Linked DNA regions of Triticum aestivum: region 1 is linked to region 2. The links are chromatin contacts, called in public Hi-C maps. All regions are on one chromosome and are shown on one strand. The core of a region is the stretch at or near the end of the contact, and the rest is flanking DNA. Distances in the headings are between cores, read along the strand shown.

Evidence for each region. A called contact is a pair of places that touch in the nucleus more often than the background predicts.
Region 1: a contact with region 2 is called in a Hi-C map of leaf, with 4 times the contacts expected there. The contact joins the promoter of LOC123123922 here to the enhancer-like site in region 2. A contact is called at or near these places in 3 of 5 Hi-C or Micro-C datasets (all in leaf) and 1 of 1 datasets of contacts at active chromatin or transcription factors (leaf).

What each region holds. Positions count from the first base shown.
Region 1 is chr5D:562,250,558-562,253,257 of IWGSC CS RefSeq v2.1, forward strand. It overlaps LOC123123922 (probable cytokinin riboside 5'-monophosphate phosphoribohydrolase LOGL5), which reads right to left and starts at 1,418. Exons shown (of 1, transcript XM_044544577.1): 1 at 309-1,418. The coding sequence starts at 1,291. The coding sequence ends at 545.
Region 2 is chr5D:562,054,312-562,057,011 of IWGSC CS RefSeq v2.1, forward strand. LOC123123921 (protein EXPORTIN 1A) reads left to right here. Exons shown (of 31, transcript XM_044544576.1): 28 at 1-34; 29 at 118-243; 30 at 321-425; 31 at 562-1,146. The coding sequence ends at 684. Among protein-coding and RNA genes, the nearest start is that of LOC123123921, 10 kb to the left of the region's middle. Within about 2 kb of position 1,395, at least 5 of the 8 cell types and tissues checked have an H3K27ac peak or open chromatin away from gene starts, as enhancers often do. A contact at or near this core is called in leaf, where this site is marked.

The DNA.
Region 1 (2,700 bases), core at 168-2,667, 200 kb after region 2:
CCCATGCAGCTAGGATGCAAATTGCAGAGGGAAAGAGAGGACAGATGGACATGGATATGAATGGATCGGCCTCACTTGTCCCCTTCCCAACTTTTCCGATGGCTGGGGACGCCACATCCATCATCAATCCTCCTCTCATCAGTCTATCTATCCTTTTGCATTGCAATCAATCAATCAATCATGTTGCTGCTGCTGCTGCTGTGGATCCGAATCATATCAAACCCCAAATGGAAATGGGCTTCTCTCCCCAGAAATGGGAACAGAAGATACATAAACAGCACAAGTAGAATGAAAGTCAGCCAAGCACAAGCACAAGAACATAAAGTATTTGCATACGTTCAACCATACGGCCCACAGAATGATATGGATATCTAATTGATTAATCCAAGATATCTAAAGTATTTACAGAGTATATACGGATGATGAATATCTATGTTTGGTTGGGTGGTAATGGATATATAATCTAGAGTCTGGTATGTGTGTGTTTGTCAACTAATCTTGGGTTGGTGGTTTGTGACGGTGAGTTGATCCGGCCGCCGGCCGGCTAGCGCGAGATGTCCGGCCTGGGCGGCGAGCACGCCATGGTGTCCACGGACGACTCCCAGCTGAGCTTGATGGCGGATGCGTCGTGGTGCGCCGGCGCGTACTCCTCCAGCGCCGCCAGCAGCTCGGCGGGCGTGGGCGCCGCCACGATGATGCGCCTTGCCGCCGGCGACACGAACCCCTCGTCCACCGCCCTGTCGATGAAGTCCAGCAGCGAGTCGTAGTACCCCTCCACGTTCAGCAGGCCCACGGGCTTGTCGTGGATGCCGAGCTGCGCCCAGGTGATCACCTCCAGCAGCTCCTCCAGCGTGCCGTAGCCGCCGGGGAGCGCCACGAAGGCGTCGGCGCGGCGGGCCATCTCGGCCTTGCGCTGGTGCATGCCGGACACGGCCTTCACCTCCTCGCCGCCGGGCGTCTCGCCGATGAGCTCCCGCGGGAGGACCGACCGCGGCACGACGCCCGTGACGCGCCCGCCGCCGCCGTGCACGGCGCGGGACACCAGGCCCATGAGCCCCACGCTGCCGCCGCCGTACACGAGGTCGATGCCGCGCTCCACCAGCTGCTGCCCGAGCTGCACGGCGGCCAGCTGGTACGCCGGCTTCCTCCCCGGGCTGCTCCCGCAGAACACGCACACCCGCCGGAACCGCGACGGCAGCTTCTTGCGGCCGTTGCTCGCCGGCGCCGGCTTGGGCGACGTGGCCAGCGCCACCGTGGGCGTCGACGTCGGCGCCTCCTCCTGCTGCTCCATGTCTGTCTCTCTCTCGGTCGATCGACGGTGCTAGAGAATGTATATGTGCCGGCCGGAATGGGGGAGGAGAGGTGCCCGGCCGGTGTGGGCGCGTATATATAGCCTACTGTTGAGTTGCGTTGCGTTGGTCTTGGTCTTCCTCCTCCTCCTGGCTGCTTGGATAGGGACTATATGTAATAATTATCTCTGAATCTTTATCTATGTATATAGTTGATTGATTAACAATTTGTTGCTAATTAAGCTGTGGGTATTAGCTATTGTTGGCTGCAGAAGATTCTGGGCGATCTCCTCTCGTGGCTTGATCTACCTTCTCTCTTCCGAGTCAACCAGTTTGATTAAATCAATCTCATGTGCTATACATGTTCCTACTTGCAAATCAACAAAGCCATAAAGCAACTAATCTATTTATAGTTAATCATCAACCAACGCGGGAATGAAGAGATACGGAATAGTACTCCCTCTGTTCCTAAATATAAGTCTTTGTAGAGATTTCACTAGCTAGGCGGGCTACATACGAAGCAAAATGAATGAATCTACACTTAAAGTGCATCTATATACATCCGTATGTGGTTCATAGTGGAAGCTCTACAAAGACTTATATTCCCGTCGTTCCAAAATTCTTGTCTTTGATTTGTTCAAATATGGATGTATCAAGTCACATTTTAGTATTAGATACATCCGTATCTTGACAAATTTAAGACAAGAATTTTGGAACGGAGGGAGTAGTATACATCTTCTTATCTGTAGATATCTACCTAGCGTTGTTTGGTCCAGGGACGGACACGAGGGTGCTGGATAAATGTACGTACACACATGCGTCTGTGTACACATGTAGTGCACTTAAGACTCTGAGGTGGCGCCGGTGGTCCCACATGTCCACTTGTGCCAGTACCACTCCATCTGTTCACATGTGGACCCATCATTTTCACTAATTAAACCCTCGGCATGGGCCGACTATTATCTATACATTTCTCCACAACTTCTAATTTTTTTGTAAAATTTGTCACCGTCCACTCGTTGAAGCGCCTTCAATGGTTAACGGTTTAGCCGGAAACTCCCCCACCTCTCCCTCCTCGCACTATGCTTGTCATCTATCTCTCTCCTTGGTTCATTTGGCGAAACCAAGCAACGTGGGATGTTGACAAGTGAGAAGTTCGCTGCCCAACATTTTGCTGAATGCCAAACTACGATGATATGTGTCAACAAGTTGGGCTGGTGTTTCTTTTCTTCTCGGGAAAGAAAGAAAGGCTCCTAGACGTTTAGGGTTTCTCTACTGCCCGCCGCCGGCGCCGCCGATCTACCTCGTCTGTTGTGGCCTTAGGACCATGTAGGCGCGGTAGATCCCAGTCCTTGCCGGTGAGAAGGCCCCATCTTCGTTTTAGGTGTTTGTTTAGCCTGTTTAAGATTTG
Region 2 (2,700 bases), core at 145-2,644:
TCATGTTTTGGTGCTACAACACTTGTTTTGTGTGGTATGTTTCCTGTGCATGATTAATATCATGACATCTAGTGTTTGTATGTGTGCATCTGTTTGATTAGGTTTGATAATATGTAGGTTGATGGTCTAACTGAACCTCTATGGGATGCATCCACGGTATCATATCCATCTAATGCCATGTTTGTACGGGACTACACAATCAAACTTCTTGGAGCATCATTTCCTAACATGACGGCAGCTGAGGTATGATGATCCTAATATACAGCTATCCTGTCATTGACTTGGTGCCATTATGAACCTGGCAAAATTTTCTTGCGCAGGTGACCAAGTTTGTTGATGGGCTCCTTGGTTCGAGACATGACCTCCCAAGCTTCAAAAACCATATCAGGGACTTCCTGGTGCAATCAAAGGAGTTCTCAGCCCAGGTAAATTTTGTTATGCCCTCATAAGATTGATGATAACCCCATAATGGAGCTATCTGGAAACCGTATAATGCTTTGGTAACAAGTTACTTTGTGCAAGCTCCTCTTCTGATGGTTTAACTGTGGCTGGCTTATTTAGGATAACAAGGATCTGTATGCGGAAGAGGCTGCGGTACAAAGAGAAAAGGAAAGGCAACGGATGCTTGCCATCCCAGGGCTGATTGCCCCAAGCGAATTGCAAGATGAGATGGTAGACTCATAGTGCTCTGTGATTGTGCACTGCATTGCTAATCCAGTTTGATGGTCGATTAGGCCTCCAGAGGCCTCCATGTCCCGGAGCCTGAGTTTTCTTCCAGGGTGGTGGTGGTGGTGGTGAAAGGAGGCTGTAATTTTATTTCCGGTTCGGCGATTCCAAGATTTGTGGTGCTAGTTGATGATAGGGGAGAATTTTGCCGCAAGAGGTGCTCGGGTGAGCCTTGCGGGCTGTTTGGTTGGTTAGATGGATGTGTTTAGTGCTCGGTGAAACATTTTGTGCGTGTGCTGAGCATGATATAGTATGGATGTTGATCCTTAATTGTTAGTTTAGTCTATAGATTTGATGACTGTATTATGATGATGATGATGTATCAAGTGACTGAATTTGGTCTGGGCTGAGCTGGTAGGAAACCTTATAATCCTCCCTAGGGCTTGTTACTCTTGTTATGTGAAATATGTTTCTTGTGAATTTTGTGAGCTTTCTTTTATCTGTTTTGCTTTTGTGCTTTAAATCATCAAGTTTGTTAGTTCCAGTTGTTACAAATTATGGGGTTTTGTTTTTGATGTGTATAAATTATGGAGTTAGGAAGGAGCTCCTCTCTTGACGAGGGGATGCGCTTAAATTTGTGTATCTTGTGTGTTGATCCGCATATATTGCATCAACATACAACAGCTTGGCGGGCGAGCGACGCAAGTAAAATGATGTCATCCTACGTGGTAGCAGCAGCATATTCTATCCTTGTAGGTTGTGCTGTGCTGTGGTGACGGACGGAAGGGGTGCTGTGCAGTCTAGACTCGACTTTCACGAGCAAAGCAAACATGTCTCTTTCCTCGGTTTGTAATTGGTCTTTATGTGGACTAGTCAACTTTCACATGTATCTATCATCTGCGTAGCGTGGGGAAAGTCCCATTCACCATAAAGCAGCGGTGCAGTTGCAGTGAGCGGCTTTGCTACGCCCGTTGCTGCAGAAGAGACCACGTCGCAATACCATCTCTCTCCATCTTTCTAGTGGGTGTTGACTGGACCTGGGCCTGAGATAGTTATTTTTTCTCGATAATGATTGATTTTGCTGCTTCAAAATGAAGCATGAAGAGGATACAAACAGAATGAGCACTCGTCTGAATTTTGCATTCATAGGTTACACACATTCAGTACAAGCACGTTCACATAAAAACACGTCAATAAATAGTAAATCATATCTAAGATCGAATCTATGCGTAGTGATCAGATACGAGATAGCTAACTAGGGCTTTGTTTGGAGCACCTTCGCTTCACAACTTCACTCCCGGAGTTGGTAAAGTTGCAGTTGTAAACTGCCGAGCAGCTATTTTCTGGCTCCACAGCTCCTGAAATTTCATGGAGCTGGTGGAACTCCCAACAGGCCTTAGGTTTGCCGAGTTGCCAGCCGGGCACATGCACTCCCAGCGAGTCGTTGCTGCCGCTGCTGTCGATCTGCGGTCTCCTGTTATGTGGCCGTGGAGGAAGAAGATGTCAGTTCACTCCGTCTTCATTACTTTCTTTGTGCATAACTCAATACGGATTCTCATCCGGATACAAGGACCGTATGTACTTCACGTTGACGAATCAAGTACGTATTGGCCGGTGATGCAGACCACCGACTCTACATGCTACCACGTACATACGGTCACCATGAGCCTACCAACGTGTTGGCCCGCGATTGGCTGAGCAGCCTGTCGCAAACATACACATACGTACGCATGTGTTGACCTGAATGTGACCGAGGATGCAAATAAACGTGACGGCGACGCATTCAGGCAGGCATGCCTGGACCTGACAATCGAACGCATAAATATGGAGTACCAAAGTCTATCAACAGGTAGTACTAAGGGCGGGCATCTCCAACGCCGATCTTTACATTGGACACCGCATCCATCCGTGGACAAAGGACAAGCCAGCCATCGTACGCTATTCTCCTAAAAGTCCGTCAGTAAGATTAATTTGAAATGCAAATCCATCCGACCACATAGCGCACACCCGATCGCACCAGTGCAGGATAACATC